Linked DNA regions of Mus musculus: all the other regions are linked to region 1. The links are chromatin contacts, called in public Hi-C, HiChIP or PLAC-seq and promoter capture Hi-C maps. All regions are on one chromosome and are shown on one strand. The core of a region is the stretch at or near the end of the contact, and the rest is flanking DNA. Distances in the headings are between cores, read along the strand shown.

What was found. Promoter capture Hi-C pulls out the DNA fragments that hold promoters and counts their contacts. Hi-C and Micro-C count contacts between places; a contact is called where the count stands out from the background. HiChIP or PLAC-seq counts read pairs in DNA pulled down with a chosen protein or histone mark.
Region 2: a contact with region 1 is called in a Hi-C map of B cells, with 7 read pairs. The contact joins the promoter of Vasp here to the promoter of Prkd2 in region 1. A contact is called at or near these places in 4 of 39 promoter capture datasets (cranial neural crest, embryonic stem cells, liver and 1 more), 1 of 484 Hi-C or Micro-C datasets (B cells), 4 of 115 datasets of contacts at active chromatin or transcription factors (embryonic hindbrain, embryonic stem cells, forebrain and 1 more) and 3 of 9 other capture datasets (adipose tissue, embryonic stem cells and pancreatic islet).
Region 3: an H3K27ac HiChIP or PLAC-seq map of acute myeloid leukemia shows a contact between it and region 1, with 6 times the contacts expected there. The contact joins the promoter of Ercc2 here to the promoter of Prkd2 in region 1. A contact is called at or near these places in 1 of 115 datasets of contacts at active chromatin or transcription factors (acute myeloid leukemia) and 3 of 9 other capture datasets (adipose tissue, embryonic stem cells and liver).
Region 4: a Hi-C map of B cells shows a contact between it and region 1, with 8 read pairs. The contact joins the promoter of Ppp1r13l here to the promoter of Prkd2 in region 1. A contact is called at or near these places in 1 of 39 promoter capture datasets (liver), 1 of 484 Hi-C or Micro-C datasets (B cells), 4 of 115 datasets of contacts at active chromatin or transcription factors (acute myeloid leukemia, embryonic stem cells and forebrain) and 2 of 9 other capture datasets (adipose tissue and liver).
Region 5: a promoter capture Hi-C map of embryonic stem cells shows a contact between it and region 1, with 7 times the contacts expected there. The contact joins the promoter of Ercc1 here to the promoter of Prkd2 in region 1. A contact is called at or near these places in 4 of 39 promoter capture datasets (cranial neural crest, embryonic stem cells, liver and 1 more), 1 of 484 Hi-C or Micro-C datasets (B cells), 3 of 115 datasets of contacts at active chromatin or transcription factors (embryonic stem cells, forebrain and large pre-B cells) and 1 of 9 other capture datasets (liver).
Region 6: a contact with region 1 is called in an H3K4me3 HiChIP or PLAC-seq map of stem cell-derived neural progenitor cells, with 5 times the contacts expected there. The contact joins the promoter of Klc3 here to the promoter of Prkd2 in region 1. A contact is called at or near these places in 2 of 39 promoter capture datasets (hippocampal neurons and maxillary cranial neural crest), 1 of 115 datasets of contacts at active chromatin or transcription factors (stem cell-derived neural progenitor cells) and 1 of 9 other capture datasets (liver).
Region 7: a Hi-C map of B cells shows a contact between it and region 1, with 6 read pairs. The contact joins the promoter of Exoc3l2 here to the promoter of Prkd2 in region 1. A contact is called at or near these places in 1 of 484 Hi-C or Micro-C datasets (B cells) and 1 of 9 other capture datasets (liver).

What each region holds. Positions count from the first base shown.
Region 1 is chr7:16,841,169-16,844,153 of GRCm38.p6, forward strand. It overlaps Prkd2 (protein kinase D2), which reads left to right and starts at 1,734. Exons shown (of 19, transcript NM_001252458.1): 1 at 1,734-1,865; 2 at 2,314-2,695. The coding sequence starts at 2,456.
Region 2 is chr7:19,270,513-19,273,230 of GRCm38.p6, forward strand. Vasp (vasodilator-stimulated phosphoprotein) reads right to left here and starts at 1,342. Exons shown (of 13, transcript NM_009499.3): 1 at 1,002-1,342. The coding sequence starts at 1,006.
Region 3 is chr7:19,380,446-19,383,362 of GRCm38.p6, forward strand. Ercc2 (excision repair cross-complementing rodent repair deficiency, complementation group 2) reads left to right here and starts at 1,572. Exons shown (of 23, transcript NM_007949.5): 1 at 1,572-1,614; 2 at 1,834-1,933. The coding sequence starts at 1,610.
Region 4 is chr7:19,359,963-19,362,662 of GRCm38.p6, forward strand. Ppp1r13l (protein phosphatase 1, regulatory subunit 13 like) reads left to right here and starts at 1,254. Exons shown (of 13, transcript NM_001010836.3): 1 at 1,254-1,354.
Region 5 is chr7:19,343,706-19,346,405 of GRCm38.p6, forward strand. Ercc1 (excision repair cross-complementing rodent repair deficiency, complementation group 1) reads left to right here and starts at 1,366. Exons shown (of 10, transcript NM_007948.2): 1 at 1,366-1,491; 2 at 1,901-2,012. The coding sequence starts at 1,908.
Region 6 is chr7:19,402,626-19,405,436 of GRCm38.p6, forward strand. It overlaps Klc3 (kinesin light chain 3), which reads right to left and starts at 1,479. Exons shown (of 13, transcript NM_001286039.1): 1 at 1,396-1,479.
Region 7 is chr7:19,461,988-19,464,687 of GRCm38.p6, forward strand. Exoc3l2 (exocyst complex component 3-like 2) reads left to right here and starts at 1,300. Exons shown (of 12, transcript NM_001370800.1): 1 at 1,300-1,366.

The DNA of each region.
Region 1 (2,985 bases), core at 484-2,983:
GGGAGCAGATGCTGGGATGGAGCAGTGAACATTTAGTTGAAGACCCCTTGCCTGCTCAGGGGCTGAGAACAAAAGCCCCTTTCCTGCCCCATGCCCACTCTTGGACTGGCAGACAGCAGGAAGGTAGGCCCACCAGACCCAGGCAGAGGGCAGGATGTGCAGAGCAGTACAGAGTTCCCTCCCCTTACCCACGTTTAATGTCGGCTGGTGGGAGTTAGGCCTTCATTGCCACAGTGGGGAAGGACTGGAGTCCCATCATACAGAGCAGGGTATGAGCCACTCTGACATTCCAAACAGCAGGCACAGCATGTTCCACAACCCCCGCCTTCTAGACCTGCCCCAGGGTCACGGGGTAAAGGGGGCCGTGAGTCCCAGAAGCAGGCAGTCAAACATGCTGGGGACATGCCTGTCTAGAAGGTACATGTAGGCATGTGGTTTTTAGGGGACACTCATTAGCCAGGCTGTGAGCTCCACGTGGCCTTGCCTCCCCCTGTCCCTCTTTGCAACTTCCCCAGGTGGTAGTTTGGGTTTTCACTCCAGCCTCAGACTTCCTTCCCCAGCCTCTGCCCCCGGATGTGGTGACAGCCAGCACTGTACCCACCTCAGCTGCCCCCAGCAGCGCTGAACCAGTAAGGGGGGGCCCTTGTGGACAAGTTGCTGCTCTCTTAAAGCTCCAGCTACCTGGATGTGAAAACTAATTGGTAGCCACTGCCTGACTACTGGAGTAAAAGTCAGAACGGCTCTTGATGGAGTTAGAGTTGACTACACAGACTCACAGGCTCTCAGTTGATGTTAGCTTTTTAGATTTCCTGTTATTGCACTACTGTTTATTTCAGAGAAGGGTGGAGGTCAGGACAACCCACAGTAGCTCAGCTGGTTCTCCTTTGACTATGTGAGTGTACAGGATTGAACTCAGGCCAGTGAGCTTGGCTTCAAATGCCTTTCCCCACCTGGCCATCTCACCAGCCACATGTTGGATGATTCCGTTAACACACCCACCCAGACACCCCTGGATGTTTTCAGTGCCTTCCCTTTCCTCTGCAAAATCAAAGGCAGCCACATCAACTCAACTTTAGCAGTGTCCAGGCACCACCTGTATTTCGGCCTCATGACAGAAAAACTAAGGCTCACAGTGGAGAAGTCACACAGCCAGAAAGATGTCGGCACTTGGTCTCACAGGAGGTCTATCAAGTGGTGGTGTCCTTTGTCATGCCACCTTGGTTGGAGGGACAGGCTTTGTACCCTCAACTCTCTGGAGAGAAACCTGAAATTAAGCTCTCTTGTGCATCCTAAGGCCTCCTCGACTTCCCACCTTATATACTGGGCTTTTGAGCTGGGGACGCGCGCTTTTGTGTGTGTGTGTGTGTGTGTGTGTGTGTGTGTGTGTGTGTGTGTGTGTGTGTGTGTGTGTGTGTTGGGGGCAGGTTGAGTAGCAGAAACTGTAAAGCCACCGGACTTGACAACGATTTCCGACCCTTTCCCTGCGGTGGGCGCCGGATGCGTGCCAGTCTGACAGCTCACTCCTTCAATGACAAAGCGCCTGCCCCTCTCGCGTGCCGCGGTGAACTGCGGCGAAAAGTCAACTTTCCAGGCTGGACTGTGCAGAGGAAACGCTGACCCTTCCGCCCTCCTACCCCCAGCCACCAAATTCCCCCCAACTCCCTGGTGCGGGGTCCCGCCTTCCCCTTCCGTCCCAGTAAGGCCCGCCCTGTGATGTCACGGTGCCCTGCTTTGATTGGCCAGCTGTGCCATCGCTCCTGAGACTTCCTTCTGGGCCGCCGCTGCCGACTTAAACTTTGAAGGGGGAAAAATAGAGCTACCCGCGCTGTGCGACCCTCCCTTGTCCCCGACCCGCCCCGCCTTCGGTAACGCTCCCTCCTCCGCCGCCCCTGATCCAACTTTCCTCCGACTTTCACGACCTGTGAGAGTCTCTTCTTTCAGCCCTGGCCCTGGCAACCCCTCCTCATCCCCGAGCCAGTCGGGTTCCTACGATCCACTAGATCCCTGGTCAGACTCCCGTTTTCTACCCCCAAGGCAGAGCATCTTCAGGCCTGCCCTGACTTTGGTCCTGCCGTCAAACCCACCGGATCCTGGCATTCCCTCTGCTTTGCTCTCAGCCTTCTTTCTCCAGGGGCCTTGGATCGCAGTGTCTTTTGATTCCAGGGACCCTGCCCTACCCGACTTTCTTTCCTGGTTTCTTCCAACCTTCCAATCTCTGGGTACCCTTCCCCAAACCACTGTTTTTCTTTCTGAACTCTGCTCTCTTGACTCCCGGCGTGTGACCCACTAGATGCCTTTTCTCTCATTGCCCAGGATCCCGCCATCCTCGCGTCTCTCAACCTGACAGATTTCTCTCTCAAATGCCTGCGTTCTTACCACCACCGCAAGAGAGCTCTCGGATCTAGGTCCCAGGGTCCTTGGTGAGCTTTGGGCGGCAGATCTGGATCTGGCCCCCATGGCCGCCGCCCCCTCCCATCCCGCAGGACTCCCCGGCTCTCCGGGGCCCGGGTCTCCTCCGCCCCCCGGTGGCTTGGATCTCCAGTCGCCGCCACCTCTGCTGCCTCAGATCCCGGCTCCGGGTTCGGGGGTCTCCTTCCATATCCAGATCGGATTGACCCGAGAGTTCGTGCTGTTGCCGGCTGCCTCAGAGTTGGCTCATGTGAAGCAACTAGCCTGTTCTATCGTGGACCAGAAGGTGAGGGCATAGGGGGCTCTCATGATAAAGGAGGAGGCTTTGGAGGTGGCCTGAGATTGTTGGGAGGCCAGAGAGGGGCCTAGGTGACAGACGAGGAGGGGCACTACACCCTAGTCGTGTCCTCACTCCACCACCGGTTTCAGAGAGGCCCGGATAGGGGTGGGGTGCCCAGAGGCCTCCCCAAATTGCCTGTCGCTGCTTGTTGTTTTCTGCAGCGAGCAGGGAGGAAGGGAGGGGCCTACCAGGTGTGGAGTTGGGAGGAAGGGGCAAGTGGGAGCAGCTGATCAGGA
Region 2 (2,718 bases), core at 92-2,591, 2.4 Mb after region 1:
AATTCCTAGGAAGAGAGCTGGAAGAAGCTAGTGAGCCTGGGTCCCTGAGGGAGAAGGCTATGACCTTGACGCTTTCCAGCGCCCCCTCCTCCAATCCCACGGCCTGGGGAAGGGGGTAACACCCAGCGACATTGAGCCCAGGGGGAGGGACTGTGGTGTGGGGAAAGCAGCTGGCCACAGTGCTCACTCGGGGGCCCGCCCCCCACACCAGCTGTCTCGACAGGTGAGTCAGGAAGACAAAGGCCCCCCTCCCCCAGCTGCTGCGCCCCCTCCCTCCCCGGCCACCAGGTTGGGGGGGGGGGACCAGAACCGTCCTCTGGCCCGGGGGTCCAGGAGCCGCCCTGGGCCTGGAGTGCTCCAGGGCCCTAGGACCCAACCTGGTTGCCTAAGGGGAGAAGAGTCCCATCCAGACCCTCTAGGCCCCGTGGGCCAGATTCCCAAGAACTCCTCCACAGGAGAACCTCGGTGTCCACCAAATTTAGGAACATCAAGAAGTGCCCCTAAAGTTAAGGACCGCGATTCCACTCTGGGACTCTCATCCAGTGCCCTAGACGCAAGGATCCGAATTCCAACCACAACCTGAGACTCAAGAGTTTTAGGGCTAGGGTTCTCTAGCCAGCCTCCCACCTGGTTTTGAGTTTGGGGGCGGTAACTCTGAGCCCGCTTATACTAGATCATCCCTGCGAGGATCTGACTATCTGAGAACTCAGAGGTGCTCCCCCCAAAAGTCTTCAAATTCTGAGTCCCGAGAGCGCCCCTAAACCTGAAAGCCATCAAGAGAACCTCAGCCGGCACCGCCCCAAGCCTTTAGGGAGTAGTGTGGAGAAACGGGGTGTCGATATTTAGAGATCGTTCCAGAAGGCACCGGCTCAGATCTGGGACGCCCAAAGCGCTGTGTCCCCTAAATCTAGCCCCAAATGCGCTGGAGGGGGGGAGGGGGACAAAGGCGGGGCGCGGAGCCGGCTCCCGGCTGGGACCCGGCTGGAGGGTTCGGGGCTCACCTCATGGCTGCGCGGAGGGCGGGCGGCGCGCCCACGGGGAGTGCTCCCGGGGCGCCCCTGATTGGAAGTGCAGGGGTGCGGGGCTGGCTCCAGGTTCTGCTCAGTCTCTCTCGGGGTCCCGCCCCATAGAGTCCAGCTTCCTGGGGAGAACGTGGACCGGGCCGGGGCGGGTCTTCAGGCGCCTCCTCCCACCGGTGTTCTGATGTGCTGGGATCCCCTGCGATGGAAAGCGGGGTGCAGCGTCCGAACCTCGCCGGCGCACCCCCTCGGCCGGCTGCACCTACGCGGTTACTCTTACTACTGTACTCTCTTTGCTACATTTCGTTCCAAAATTCCACTCCCCGTACCCACAATTCCCTGCGCCTTAAAGGGGCCGTGGACGCCTCCAGGCGGGGGATGGAGAGCGTTTAAAAGGCAACGCGGAACCTTGGGCTTCCGCAATTGCACTCCTTTCCCGGTCTTGTGGCGTGGGGGTGCACCCTGAGCCTCACTCCGGAGTTGGAGGGGAAAGCTTGGTGGAAGAGACAAGGGGCCTTTCTTTGATCTCTAGCTGTCTCCACTATCAAATTCTTTAGTAGAGATCTGGGGGTGTAGGTTCTCCACTCCAACTCGCTCCGTGGACTTCTCAGTTTATTTTTTGGGGGATGGGGGTACCCTTGGTTAAGCAAGGGATCTCATCAATTTCCACCTTTAAGTAACACTTCCGCACTTCTCTTCCCCAGATCTCGCTTCTCAGGCCGAGCCCCACCCCTCGCCGCCCCCCACCCTCCCGGGGAAGGTGTGGAGGAAGTGAGCGAGGGGGCGCGGCGGGCCGCTGACTCACCGCGGCCGGGTCGTGGTTGGGGTGGGGGCGGGGGTAAGGGTGGGGGATAGACTAGGAGCGAAGGGTTGGTGGTGAGACCCCGATCTGCTCCCCACGCGGGCCCAGCTACAGCTTAATTTTGCCCACGGAGGGTAGTAGGATCGTCCCAACAATCCGGCAGGCTCAGAGGCCCGGAGACCCTCCTCTAGAGCCCCTTCCCCGCCAACACGTCCGGGCTGAGTCGAGCCCCCCCTCCCCCAAGCCTTCCGCAGTGGGACCCATAGGCCCCGCCCAGAGTTACATCATCATGCAGACACGCCCCTCCCGTAGAGCTCTACCTGGCCGGCTGAAAGGCGGTAACTCTAAGAAAATGGCAGTTCCTGACTTACTGATCGAGAAACTGAGGCTCAGAGACAGGGAATGGGTTTAGCTTATTTGGGTCCCCCCGCTCCCAAACTCACGAGAATCAATCCACGTGGCCTTTGGCCAATCCATTTCCTGGATGCTATGCTGGCTCCCTGTTGTCCTTCACTTGTAAGAACCTCAACCTTCAGGCCAAACTCTTACAGTAATTCTGCTCTAAAAAAATCTAGTACACCAGTTAGTTGTCCTGCTCAAACCAGGAGGCTGAGGCAAGAGGATCACGAGTTTGAGGCCAACCTGGGCTACAGGGTGACTTTAACGTCATCTGAGGTTATATATTTAAGAACAAAAGTGGCCTGTGGAAGTAGGGCAGCAGTTAAAGGGGGGGGGGGGATGGAGAGATGGCTCAGCGGTTAAGAGCACTGACTGCTCTTCCAAAGGTCCTGAGTTCAAATCCCAGCAACCTCATGGTGGCTCACAACCATCTATAATGAGATCTGATGTCCTCTTCTTGTGTGTCTGAAGACAGCTACAGTGTACTTACATATAATA
Region 3 (2,917 bases), core at 322-2,821, 2.5 Mb after region 1:
GAAGAAAGGAAGCCGGGCGTGGTGGCACACGCCTTTAATCCCAGCACTCGGGAGGCAGAGGCCGGTGGATTTCTGAGTTCGAGGCCAGCCTGGTCTACAAAGTGAGTGCCAGGACAGCCAGGACTACACAGAGAAACCCTGTCTTGAAAAACCAAACCAAAAAGAGGAAAGAAAGAAAGAAAGAAAGAAAGAAAGAAAGAAAGAAAGAAAGAAAATAGCCAGACATTATGGTATGCACCTTTAATCTCAGCACTCACTCCGGAGGCAGAGGCAGGCAGGTCTCTGTGAGTTCAAGGCCAACCTTGTTTATAGTGTGAGATCTAGGACAGTGTCAGAACTAAGTAGAAAGACTCTCTCAAAAAGAAAAGGGACTGGAGCTCAGTGATTAAGAGCACTGACTGCTCTTCCAAAGGTCCTGAATTCAAATCCCAGCAACCACATGGTGGCTCACAACCATCAGTAATGAGATTGGATACCCCCTTCTGGTATATCTGAAAACAGCTACAATGTACTTATATATAACAAATAAATCTTAAAAAAAAAAAGAAAGAAAAGAAAGGATGAAATGAAGGGAGGAAGGACTAAAAGGTGATATTTGAGCAAGAATCCAGAGATATGAAATAACTGACAGCATTGTCCAGCCCTCAGGTGGGTTAGCCACAAGCTGGGGCCAGCCACCCAGGCTATAGAGTGAGCTCCGGACCAGCTTGGGTTACATAGTACGACTGTCTACTGAGGCCTGTACCTCATGAGATGGCTCATGAGGTACAGGCCTTTTGACCTGAGTTCGATTCCCACACATAGTGGAAGGAAAGGACTGAACCAAATTCTGCAGGTTTCCTCTTCCTTCCACAGGCCAGAGGTATTGGATTCCATGGAGCTAGCCCTAAAGGTGATCGATCATAAGCTGCCTGATTTGGGGGGTGGGAGTGGAGAGTGGGGCGGCTGGGAACCCTGCTCCTCTTCAAAATCAGAAAGTGCTTTTAACTACTGAGTGATTCCTCCAGGCCCTTAATTAATGAAGTTTTGTTTGTTTGTGACCTATGCTTTAACGTCTGAGCCATCTTTCCAACCCATATTAATAAATGCTTAAAAACACGTGCTAGGCAGGGCAGTGGTGGGAAGCAGAGGCAGGTGGATTTCTGAGTTCGAGGCCAGCCTGTACTACAGAGTGAGTTCCAGGACAGCCAGGGCTACACAGAGAAACCTTGTCTCGAAAAAACAAACAAAAAAACAAAAAAAAACACCCGAAAAACAAAAAAATCAAGACGGTCTCCAATTTCTCTGTTATTCTCTCTTAAACACTATTTTCACGACTTGGACAACCAGAACAGAACCTGGAGGAGCGAAGCAGCAATGAACTCTATCGATTCTCTCGACTCTCTTCTTTCTGTGTTCTGCTCGAAGTCCTCGGCGATCCTCAGCGATGCCTCGGGCACCACTTCTCTCCGAAGTCCGCCCTCTCACCGCCATGCGCACGCGCCAATTTTCCGATTGGCAGAGTGACGGGAGGACTCGGCCAATGGCGTCCCGAGGAAGGTGTGTCTCTGGGTCACGCCCCCTCGTTGAATATTCAGGAGCGGGCGTGTGGACGCCGCGATCAGCCGCCATGAAGTGAGATGGGGTCTCTGAAAGAGCGGGCGGCTCTGCGGTGGGCAATGGGGCGGCGGGTGGGCGTCGCCGGGGCTGGGGCGCGGCGTGGAGAGGCTGCGGAGACCGGTCCGGGTGGCTTCGGGGTCCCTGGCGGCGAGACGCCACGAGGGCGGGCGGGCGGGCGGAGCGGAGGCCGAGGCGGCTCGAGAGCACCGGGCACCGACGCCTCACCGCCGCCAGGCTCAACGTGGACGGGCTGCTGGTCTACTTCCCGTACGACTACATCTACCCGGAGCAGTTCTCCTACATGCTGGAGCTCAAGCGCACGCTGGACGCCAAGGTGGGTGGCGAGGCTGCCCTCCTTGCATTCTGATGCCTCTGGCAGGCAAACGTCCTGGTCGGGGCCCGGGCCTTGCTATCCCAGCACCCGGAAGACCCAGGCAGGAGCATCGCTGCGATTTTGGAGGCCAGCCGGGGCTACACAGCGAGACCGTGTACTAACAACAATTGTAAATAACAAGGCGAGGAATGTCGCTCAGTTGGTAGGGTGCTAGCCTAGCTAGCAGGGGTGAAACTCTGGGTTCCATCCTGGCACCGCATAAACTGACTGATAGTAATTACAATTATGCCTGTAATTCTAGAGACAGGGTGGCTGAGGACAGATTGCTCGAGTTTGAAGTACAGTCTGGGTTTCATAGTGAGTTTCGGGCTAGCTAGGGCTATGTATAGGAAAACTCTGGAGGTATTCCTGGTAGTGACAATAGTGGAGGGAAGAAGGGGTTCCGTATGTGGAGGTCAGAGGACAACTTTGTGGAGTTGGGTTTTTCCTTCCACTTCTATTTCGGTTTTGTTTTGTTGTAGATTTATTTGTTTTATGTATGTGAGTACACTGTAGCTGTACAGATGGTTGTGAGCCTTCATGTGGTTGCTGGGATTTGAACTCAGGACCTCTGGAAGAGCAAGCAGCCAGTGCTCTTAACTGCTCAGCCATCTCTCCAGTCCCTCGTTGTGTTTTCTGAGACAGGGTTTCTCTGTGTGATTTTTGCTGTCCTGGAACTTGTTTCATAGACCAGGCAGGCCTCAAAGTCCCAAAAGATCCACCTGCCTCTGCCTCCTGAGTGCTGTGATTAAAGGCATAGGCCAACACCACCCAGATTTCTTATCATTTTATGTGGGTTCTAGGGATCAAATTCAGGCTGTTAGGTTTGATAGCAATCGCCTTTACCTGCTGAGCTATTTCAACAGCCCTGAACACAAACTTTTTAAAAAAAGTTTTCTTTTAGGTATACTTATTTCCAATGTGTGTATACATGCTACAGTGTGC
Region 4 (2,700 bases), core at 4-2,503, 2.5 Mb after region 1:
TAGGGGAAGCGGGAAACTGAGGGGGAGGAGTCTGCAGAGTCATGGGAGGAGCCTCGGACCCCAGAGCCCCAGAGCCTGGCTTGAAACGGGGTGAGGGTTAGTGTCAGGGAAGACTTGTAGATGTCCTCGTGGACTTAGTGTCCGGAATGGGAAGTATTCCTCACGGTTCCGAGGCAGGTAGAGGTGCAGCTGGTCGGTCCCTGTCTGCTCCGCGGCCCAAGTAAACAGCGGCGCGTGCACGTGGGATTTGGGGGACGTGCCCACGCCCCCTCCCAGCAGGACTGCAGCGCATGGGGTGGCGGGTGGAGCCGCGGGACGGTGGCGAGACAGGGAGACTCGACTGCATTCCTGGCCGGTGTGTCAGCGTCGCTGCCCGCCCCTTCTGCGGAGATTTTGGAGACTCCTCCAGCATTGGGATGCTCCCCCCTTCTTCTGAGGCTTTTGAGAACAGAGGTCACCAAGGCTACGAAGGAGTGTTCCCTCCGCCAGGAATCTCCAGACTATGTGTCCACCCTCGCGCGTGGGCGAGAAACTCTGGGGCTCGCCCTTTGTGGGCTTCAAAACTCCAATTCCCAGATAACTCGAAGGTGGCTGGCGATGGACGTCGGTCAGGAGTCTGCTGGGGATTGTAGTTCAGCTTGTTGCTAGGCACGCCAGTAAATCGCCAATGCTGTGATGTTTTGTTTTGTTTTTTTGAGACAGGGTCTCTTTATGTAGTCCAGGCTGGCTCGGAATTCGCTGTGTAGATCAGGATGGCCTTGAACTTTCAGAGGTGCGCCTGTCTCTGCTTCTTAAGTACTAGGATTAGAGGCCCCTTATTTTTATTTTTTGTTTTATTTAGACAGATAACCCGGGGCTTGGAGTCCTGATTAAGGTGGGTCCTTTTCTCGCCATAGTATTGGTCGTGTGAATTTCTCCGCGCCTCCCATCTCCTCCTTAAGTGTCCAAATCTTCACTCAGGCAAGGGGACACTGAGCCTGGAGGAGTGGGAAAGGGCTCAGGGGTTCTTCCCTTGTACCCATAGTGAGGTGAGGGTCTAAATTCTTGTGCATTTCGCCGTCCAGGACGTCCATGATCTTCTGGACCTAGCTCTGGCTGACTGTCAAATGGATCGCGTCTGACTCCAAATGGAAGTGTCCCTGGCGGCGCCTCGCCCATTCGGGACTACAAATCCCAAGGTGCTCCAGGCAACCGCAGTTCCCCCTCCTCCGAGGGACACGCCTCCCTCCAGTCAGAGTCACGTCGTCTAACCTGTTCCCAGGCGACTGCCCCGCCCCGTCCTCCGCTCCCCGCCGCTGGAGCCGGAGCCGGAGCCCGAGGAAAAGCCCCCCGGTGCCAGGATCTGCCCCGACGCGTGAGTTCCACCCCCACCCAGGGTCCAGCCACCCCAGAACCGGATACCGCGTTCCTGGGAAGACTTATTGGAAACTCGGACCTTAAGTCCAGGGGAATAGTGTGGGGAGCTCACGCCTGGATCCCTGGAAAGAAGGAACTGGGGTGCCGACTTTACTGGGCAGATGGATAGGGGGTTTGGACATCTGCTCTTAGTGGTGCTCGGAGCCCTTGGTCCTGGGGAGTTATTGGAGCTGGAATTTTTTGAATACTTTAATTGGGGACCCTTGGAAGTGTCTTAGGGTGCTGTTGAGGTCCCGGGTCTCTGTATTTGGGGCAGATGTGGGAGATCAGGACGTTCTAGAATGGTCCGGCGCCCGGTCACCCTCCAGCTGCCTTCAGCACCGAACCACTAGGTGTTTGAGTAAAATTAGTGGCACTGGACTAGTGGATCCTGGTCTTCGAAAAGAGTGGGACAAGCACGAGGGGCGTGGGTTTCTCAGGAGGCTGTGTGCGCTACACCCCACCTTCTGGTTTTGGGATGGGGGCAGGGAGTGAGAAGCCGGGGCAGCTCTCCAACCTCTTCTGTGCCGCTGAGCGAACCCCAACATGTCATTAGCTGGGGCGTCAGACCTGCCTAACCAGAGGAGTCACATTCGCCCAGGAGCGCCCCCTAGCGGAAGCGGGAGTCAGACCTCTTATTGCCCCCACGGGATGGGAAATAGGTGGTGTTTGGTAAAGTCATTCTAGAGCCCAGGGCAGAATAACAGGACTGCAGGGCTGGATCTGGTAGGCTTCTGTGGCCGTGTACTGCTGCGTTATGCGTTACAGAGAATGGAAGTGGTAAACAGGCTGGCGGGCCATACAGGCAGTTGAATTGGACGTCTCCTTCGCTCTTGTGACAGCTGTCTGTGTGTGGAAGGAATTCCTTCACTGCCACCAGCTTTTCTAATTAACCTTCTTCCTCCTGGGGTGGGGCTCCTTGTGACCCAGAGGTGAGGCATGTTGCCTCCACTTCCATCTGTCTGACCTGAGGTATTATGGGAGATAAGGGAGGGAGGGAGGCTAATTCTGGAGGTGTCTGTCTGTCCTTGAGCCAGGGAGAGGGCAGGGGCAGGCACGCACCTCCCACTGTCTCTCCACCTCTGAGCCCTTATGTAGGGGGATTACGAAGCTGGTGGGGGAGAAGGGTCTGAAGAGGGAGGGTGTTTGCGAATGCCTGGGCTGGAGTGACAGCCTGAAATGAAGCTAAGGAACAATAGCCACAGCTGCCAGCACAGGCTGTGTGTGTCCTGCCAGGCTCAGGTCAGGATGGGTCTCTCTGTCCACACAGGCATTTGGCAATCACCCAAAGGTAGAAACAGCGAG
Region 5 (2,700 bases), core at 116-2,615, 2.5 Mb after region 1:
AGGATCAACGGTTACTTACTATTAAATTTGATAAATTAACTAGTTTTGAGTCAGGATCTTATTTTGTAGCTCTGGCTGACCTGGAAATCACTCTGTAGGTCATGCTGTCCTCGAACTCACCGAGATCCGCCTGTCTCTGCCTCGTGTGTTGGGATTAAATGTGTGAGCCATTTCGCCTGGCTACTATTAATAGTTCTGTTTTGTATCACACTTCCAAAGGCCTGGGGCCATGGCTCAATAGTAGTGTCTCTGCCTAGAATTCACAGCGTAGGCATGTGCTTGTACACACACACACACACACACACACACACACACACCTCACAACTAGGAAAACATTAAAAAAGATATAGAGGGATTACATATGATGACCTTTGGGCGTGCCCTCTCTCAATACACGAAGACCAAAAGAAAATGGAGAATACGTTGGTAAATGCATGCAAAATTTTAAATGGAGAATTTTTAAAAGTATGAACTCGAAGGAAAGATTTGCAGCCTAATGAAGTGACTAACAGCATCAGCCCTTAAGCATCACTCCAACAAATGGGCGGTAATCAAAAGATGCTCATCTCCTTTTCCTCCCCCTTTTTAATTTAAAAAACCGTTGAATTGCTCATTTCGAAAAAATGGGCAAAGGATATGAGCCAATCTTTGTTAAAAGGAATAGGCAAAGGAAATGAGCAAGAACAAAAAATATATAAGACCATTAAACTATTTCCTTAGCAATCACAGAACTACAAGTTGGAACGGGGTGAAACTGTCCTTCCAGGAAATGAGTCATACTAAGTCATTCATGGGGCCCAGGTCTCGGAACACAGGTGTCCCTTCCTTCAGGAAGCCCGTCCTCACACCCCAGCTGGGTCAGGTGCCCCCTAACACGGGCTCAATGTCCTCTGGGCTCTCCCTTCCCGACCCTGCCCGCTCTGGGTTGTCCCTGTCTGACTGTCCCACTGGACTTTAAGCCACAGCTGTCGGTATCAGTCCCTGCTTGGGATGCAAGTGGGGAATGGCTTAGAATGAGTGAGTCAATGTCTGTGGGCTGAGTCCACCCACGCTTACAGGGAGGGCGTCCTCTGAAATCTCACCTCCCTCCTCTCTCTCTCTCTCTCTCTCTCTCTGTCTCTCTCTCTCTTTGTCTCTGTCTCTCTCTCCTTTCCTCCTTTCCCTCCCCCACCTCCTTTGATCATCACTGAGCCGGATCTGGAGTCTGGGAAGCGCTCAAGAGGGCCTTGGAACACAACTACTTGAAGTCAAAGTCTCCCAGGTACCAAGATGCACAAGCTTCCATCCGCCCCAAACCACAGCGGTCCTCCAGGACCATAGAGAGCAGCGCGAATAGAGTTCCCCGCTCTAACTCCTCCGGGGAGCAGCGAGACGAGCGAAGGGCCAGAGCGGCCGGAAGTGAGTCTAGCAGGAGTTGTGCTGGCTGTGCTGGCGTTGTGTCGCCTCTGTTTCCCCCCGTGGTATTTCCTTCTAGGCATCGGGAAAGACCAGGTGAGTTTTGGCAGTGCTTAGACGCAGAGCTAGGACCGAGAGGGACAGGGTGGAGGTGGATGGAGGCCGGGGATTGATGATTGGCAGCGGAAGAAGCCAATCATTGCGGAGGCTGAGACTAGGCCGGGACTGGGCGAGGCGAAAGCATCCAGGTGTGCCCCTGGGGGCGGGGCCAATTGCCTCTGAGCGAGTGTCGTGCGGGAGTAATAGCAGGTAGGCGGGGCTATAAGACCCGTAGACCAATCCGGAGTGAGAAGGAGGAAAGGGGCGGGCCCACTGGTTGGTCCTCTGGAACCTAACGCTAGCGAACCGGGCAACCTTTTGTGGGATGGGGTGGGGATACCACTGTGAGCCAGAGTTTCCCTCTGGAATATGGAAATGCCTACGACGATGTCGCCACGCCTTTCAGGCCCCAGATGGACCCTGGGAAGGACGAGGAAAGTCGGCCACAGCCCTCAGGACCACCCACCAGGAGGAAGTTTGTTATCCCACTGGAGGAAGAAGAGGTGCCCTGTGCAGGGGTAAGAGCGAAGACTTGGGGGCTCTTGGGAGTTAAAAGGATCCCTGGGACTACGGTGTGAGTTTAGGCTTGGGTTGCTTTGGAAAAATAACCTGCCATGCTCTGCAATCCTCGGTTTGCCCGTTGGTAAAATGGCATGACAGGGTGGTTAAGGGAGAGGCTGGCAGCTGGGCAATGGCCAGTGATAGCTTTTGTTTGTTTAGTTTGGGTCTTCGATTGGGTCACATGTTTCCTGGGCTAGCCTTGAAATTGATGTGTAGCTAGGGTTGGCCTTAAATCCAGTTCCTCCCATCTCCACTTCCCAAGTGCTGAGGTTATAGCAATGGAACATCCTTTTGTTTTTTGTGTGGATGTTTTGCATGCCTGTATGTCTGTGCACTACATGCATGTAGACCTGCAGAGGCCAGAAGTCATTGGCTCCCCTAGACCTGGAATTGAATCCAGATCCTCTTGAAGAGCAGCCAGTGCTCTTAACTGAGAAGGCATCTCTCTGGCCTCTAAAACATGTCTTTGTGCTGTCTGTACACACATGGATGAGTGCTGTGAAGCTCCTGTGAAGGGCAAAAGATAACCCGTGGGACTTGATTTTATCCTTGTACTGTGTAGATCCTCAGGACTGAACTGAGTGAGGTCACGAAGCTGGCAAGTACCTTTACCCACTGAGCCATCTTGCCTGCCCCCCCTTCCTT
Region 6 (2,811 bases), core at 229-2,728, 2.6 Mb after region 1:
CAGGATCACCACCGCCCTCCCCACCGCACAATCTCAGACCCAAGGGGCCATGCTCCATATGCAGCTTCCCACAGCTCAGCCGCAGCCATCTGCCACTCGAGCTGTCCCCGGCACTCACAGGAGCCCCAAGAGAGCTTCACTAGTCCACAGCAGGCTTGCCCCACACTCACGTGTGTGCACGTATACACACACACACACCTAAGTAAACCTCAGCTTGCAGACACAGTCACCCACATACCCACACACAGCCAACAGTTAGTCAGTGACAGTCACATATCACTGACACAATTCCACACACTCCACCCCCACTGCCACGCAACACCTAGATCCAACCCCATTCCCTGCCACACATGGCCATCTGTGTGAATCAACCACAAGTATACAGTTGACCCAGTATCTCAGTCACACATGCTCAGTGCTATGCACAGTCCGCATGTAACACACACACACACACACACACAGGAGACAGACAAGATCATCCACATTCACTCTGTCCCCATCACTGAGTAACATGGTAGCTCATTTCTTTTACACTCTTACCCACAATGTGACTCTTTCTTACTTTTAAAATATATATAATTTTATATATACATATGTATGTGTATATATATGTTGATACAGATTTTCTCTAATATATATACATATGTATGAATATGTATACATTGACACAGAATTTCTCTGTGTAGCCCTGGCTGTCTTCAGAGATCCGCCTGTCTCTGCCTCCCGAGTGCTGGGATTATAGGTGTGCATCATGATGCCTGGTCCCTAGTCAACTTTTTTCCCTTTATGTACTTATTGTGTGTGCAGAGGCACATGGATTGCCAAGAGAACAACTTGCAACTTAAGGGAGGAGTCCTTTCTCTCCTCCCACCTTTCGGATCCTGTGGATCAAACTTGAGAAATAGACAGTTTGGCATCAACACCTTTACTCTCCTTGCTGGCCCACGTTCCTTTTCTTTTTCTCCCTCCCTTTGGCATCTGTACCCACATCCGCCCTCCTTCTGTCTCTCTCCCTTGAGTACGAAGCCCAGGCTCGCTCGCCTCCAACTCCGCTCCTCCCGCCTCAGTTTCCACAGTGCGCCCTGCCTTACTCTCCCTCTCTTTGCACACCTCGCGCAGGCTCCCTTACCATGCATGTCTTGCACCCTCAGGCTGCAGCGGGGGACCCTCCGACAGCCGGCCAGCCCCTCCCCGCGGCCGCGGAGACCCTGCACCGGACTTCGCGTCACAAGGCCCCGCCCCGCCCGCAGCTGTTTTTCTACTCCGCTAGGGGCCGGGCGGGGCTCCGCGGGGACCCCGAGGCTCATCCCGGCCACCAGGTCCCTGGCTCCCTCCCTCCATCCCTGCGGCCCCCTCGGGAATCCCGAAGCAGCCGCCGCCGTCCCCCGTGCCCACCTGACGGCCGCCCGCCCGAGCCGCCTCGCTGCGCGGAGACCGGGCTGCTCCCGCTGCGCGGCCGCCGCCTTCCCGGAGGCTCCTGAGGGAGGTGGGGCAGGGCAAAGCCACGCCCCCGCAGGTGCGCAGGCCGCGCCCTCCGCCAGCACACATTGAGAAACCTGTGGTCTAGAGGCGGGGCGGGGCCGATGGAGGCAACGCACGCCCCCGCAGGCGCCCAGGCCACGCCCTCTGCCGCAGCATTCGGTGAAACCTGCGTTCCGAGAACTTCTGAAAACTTTATCTGGGGGCCTTCGAGAAGGCTCAGACAGTAAGGGTGCATGCTGCCAATCCTGAGGAGCTGAGTTCGATCCCTGAGACCTTCAGGGTGGACAGAGACGGACTCCCACATGTTGTTTTCTGACTTCTACATGTGTCCAGTCATACATACACAAATATGGAATAAACAGATGGCTCATCAGGTAAGAGTGCTGGCTGCTTTTGCAGAGGACCCAGGTTCGATTTCCAGAACCCACATGTCGGCTCAAAATCATCTGTAATTCCAGTTCCAGGGAGATCCAGCACTTTCTTCCAGGGCCTCCACAGACACACATAAAATAAAGATAAAAATCTCCAAAAAATATTGTTTTAATAATTACAACCTGAAGACCTTGCACAACTATTCCTGGCTGAGAAGATGGTAAGGGCGCTAGCTGCCAAGCTTGACAGCCTGAGTTTCATCTCCAAGAACCATGAAAACTGACTCCTGGGAATTATTCCGGAGTTGGTCAAGGAGAGCCTGGATGGATTCACATGCATGGATGGAACGTGGGCACCCACACACGTGCATTTGTGTATACATACGGACACATAAGTAAGAGGGGTTTTCTTTATTTTAAAGATTTATATTACTGTGCATTGGTGTTCTGCCTGTAGATCTGGGTGAGGGCATCAGATCCTCTGGAACTGGAGTTACAGACAATTGTGAGCCACCATGTGGGTGCTGGGAATTGAACTTGGGTCTTCTGGAAGACCTGAATTGATTAACATGAGCTAACAGTAGTGTGTGCACTGCTGGGAGTGGTACCCAGAGCCCTGTGAATACAAGGAAAAAGCATCTACTATTTAGCTCTCCCTGCCATATATATATTTATAGATATAGATATAGATGTGTGTGTGTGTGTTGATTTTATTAATTCTCTCTGCCCTCCTTTTCTGAGGCAGGGTCTCACTTAATTCTGAAAATACAGCCACTGTACCCTAGTTACCTTTATTTTATTGAGGGGGGATAGAGTCTCCCTATAAAGCTCAGCTGGGCTCAAACTTACAGTCCTGCCTCAGCCTCCTGAATAGCTCCCATGCTGCAGTATCTAAGAATCTCTTAATGTAGGCTCCTGGGTCTTTAATATTCTACAACGCGTGCCCTGTGTCTCTCTG
Region 7 (2,700 bases), core at 50-2,549, 2.6 Mb after region 1:
TTCGCTTCAAGGAGACCGAGATGTTCTGGAATCGGATGTTAGCACTTTCTGCTGCAACCCTGGGAGTGCATAAAGATCCATTAAACCGAAAGGCATAAAAGTATGAATGTGAAGCTGGAGAACGGAACTGAGCAGTGGTTAGGAGCACTGGCTGCTTCTGCAGTGGACCAGGGTTCAATTCTCAGCAACCACGGGGCAGTGGACAACCACCCAACTCCAGTTCCAGGGGATCTGTCTCCTTCTAGTGGGCTTGGGCACTGCATGCACGCAATACTTGTAGTCACTCACAAACATAAATAAATAAATAATACACTTAAAAAAAAGTCAGATCTGCTGCACCTTCATTGGAGTGGGCGGGTTGGGGAATCTGTAAAGGATTGACTGGGAAGTAGTATCATGGCAGAGCACATGACCATCGTGCACAGGGCCCTGAGTTCAATTCCCCGGCACCCCCAACACATACATGCAAAGAAGAGTCAGGCAAGGTGGCCTAAGCCTTCAATCCCAGCACTTGGGAGGCAGGATCTTTGTGAGTTCTAGGCCAGCCTGGGCTACATAATGAGGCCCCGTCTCAAAAGGAGAAAAAAGGAGAGCATGCACGTGCAGTTGAGTCTATCATCTGATGGAAGGTGCTCTGTGGTTATGATACAATACAGCTAGGTCCCTGGGAGACTGGCCCACAGTGGGGGACAGAGGCAGAGGAGTGATAGAATCTTGCTATGAGTCACTGGCTGTTCTGGAATTCATTCTGTAGACCAGGCTGGCCTCAGAGATGCCACCTACCTCAGCTTCCCCAGTGCTGGGATTAAAGGCATGAGCCACCACCGCCCCACTGGCCGAGAGCTACATTTTAAAAGCCATGACAGGGCTACCCCACTGGGTCCTCAATCCAGCCTCTGGGACCAGTGGAGTTTCCTTTGAATCCTGTCCCCCAGCAGAGGATACAAGAGGAACACATGCTCCCTTGAGACCCTATCCACACCTCCATTACTCCAGAGCTCAGCTGTGGGCCCCTGTCCAGCTCAGGGTGTCTCCCCTGGGCACACAGGATGATGTTGTTACCTTGGGAGGCGTGAAAAGCAGGCAGGAGGGCGGGCGGATTCCGGCAAAGCTGGGAGGGGGGGTAAGGGCGGGGAGAGGGGTCTGTGGCCCTTGTCACAGCAGGGCCCAACCACAGCCTGGCCTAGAAGGGCAGACAGATAATGGGGCCTTCCAGCCCCTGGCCCCAGAGAGGGAGGGGCTTCCTGACAGGAAATTGTCCTCCTCCAACCCCCCCCCCCCTAGATCCAAGCTCTCAGCAGTCCTGGCCCAAGTAGTCTGGGGACTGGACAGCAAGAGGGGACAGAAGGACAGGCACAGACAGAAGGTGAGTGTCGGGGTGAAGAAAGCATGCCCCCAACTTCTTCCAAAGATGGGACACCTCATCAGAACCCAGAACTCTGGAGGCAGGAGGGCTGGGTGAGCAGATGCAGGCTGAAGGCTGGGTTTGGTGAGTGCTGCGGTGAAGCGGCGGCGGCAGGGACTGGGGCTCTGGGATCCAGAGAGGTAGGAAGGACTTGTAGAGATGGGGTCCACTCCTGGCTGAGGGAGATGGGGATGTTAGGTCTAATGCACTCTGACACTCTGACACTGGATGGGGACACCCCCGTGGGGTGGGCAGCCAGTGCCTGGCTGCCTCCAGTGAGGAGGGTTGCAGCTACCAGAAAGCCACACACACACACACACACACACACACACACACACACACACACACACACACACAGGCTCCTCACACCTGCAGGGCCAGCACTAAGGAGCGGAGGCTGAGGCAGGAGGCTGGCCGGTTTGAACAAGCTTGGATTAGGGATTGAGACTCTGTCTCCATTAATTAATTAATTAACTAATTAATTAATTAATTAAATAGAAAGGAAGGGCTATCAAGATGGCTCAGCAGGTAGATGCTTGCTGCCCTGAAGAGCTGGATCCAGTCACTGTGACCCACAAGGCAGAGAGGACCGACGATTGCAAGTTCACATCTGAACCCCACATACCGACCATGGCTTGTGTGCCCACATACAAAATTAATTAATTAATTAAAATAAAGAGAGAGAGAGAGAGTGATCAAGAGAGGCTAGGATAGGATATGAAGGCTGCCCCGGCTGGTGATGCTGATGTCAGAGTCAGGCTCAAGGATGTGTAACCTAAAAGGATCAGTTTTCGAACATGGACCTTAGGACTTTTTTTTTTTTTAATAATTTTTCAGCTAGGCAGTGGTGGTGCACACTTTAATCCCAGCTCTCAAGAGGCAGAGGTGAGTGGATCTGTGAGTTCAGGGCTAGCCTGGTCTACAGAGTGAGTTCCAGAACACTGAAGGTTACAAGAGAAACTCTGTCTAGAAAAACTAAGAAAACAAAATTCCCACAGAGTCTCACGTTGCTCAGTCTGGTGTCAAATTTCTATATACCCAAAGACTATACTGACGCTCTGGTCCTGCCCTCCCTCTCCCCAGTGTGTGGATTGCAGCCCTGCATGGCTGCTGGGGTGGGAAGCCAGGGTTTCTTGCAAGCCAGACAAGTACTCTACCAACTGAGCCTCGTCCCCTGCCTTGGCTTTTGATGTTTTGATCTCACGTGACTCAGGTTGACCTCCGGAGTTGCCAGGATTAAAGGCATAATCTTCGCATTTAGAGATTGTCTGTATACGGGGTCTCACTTGAAACCT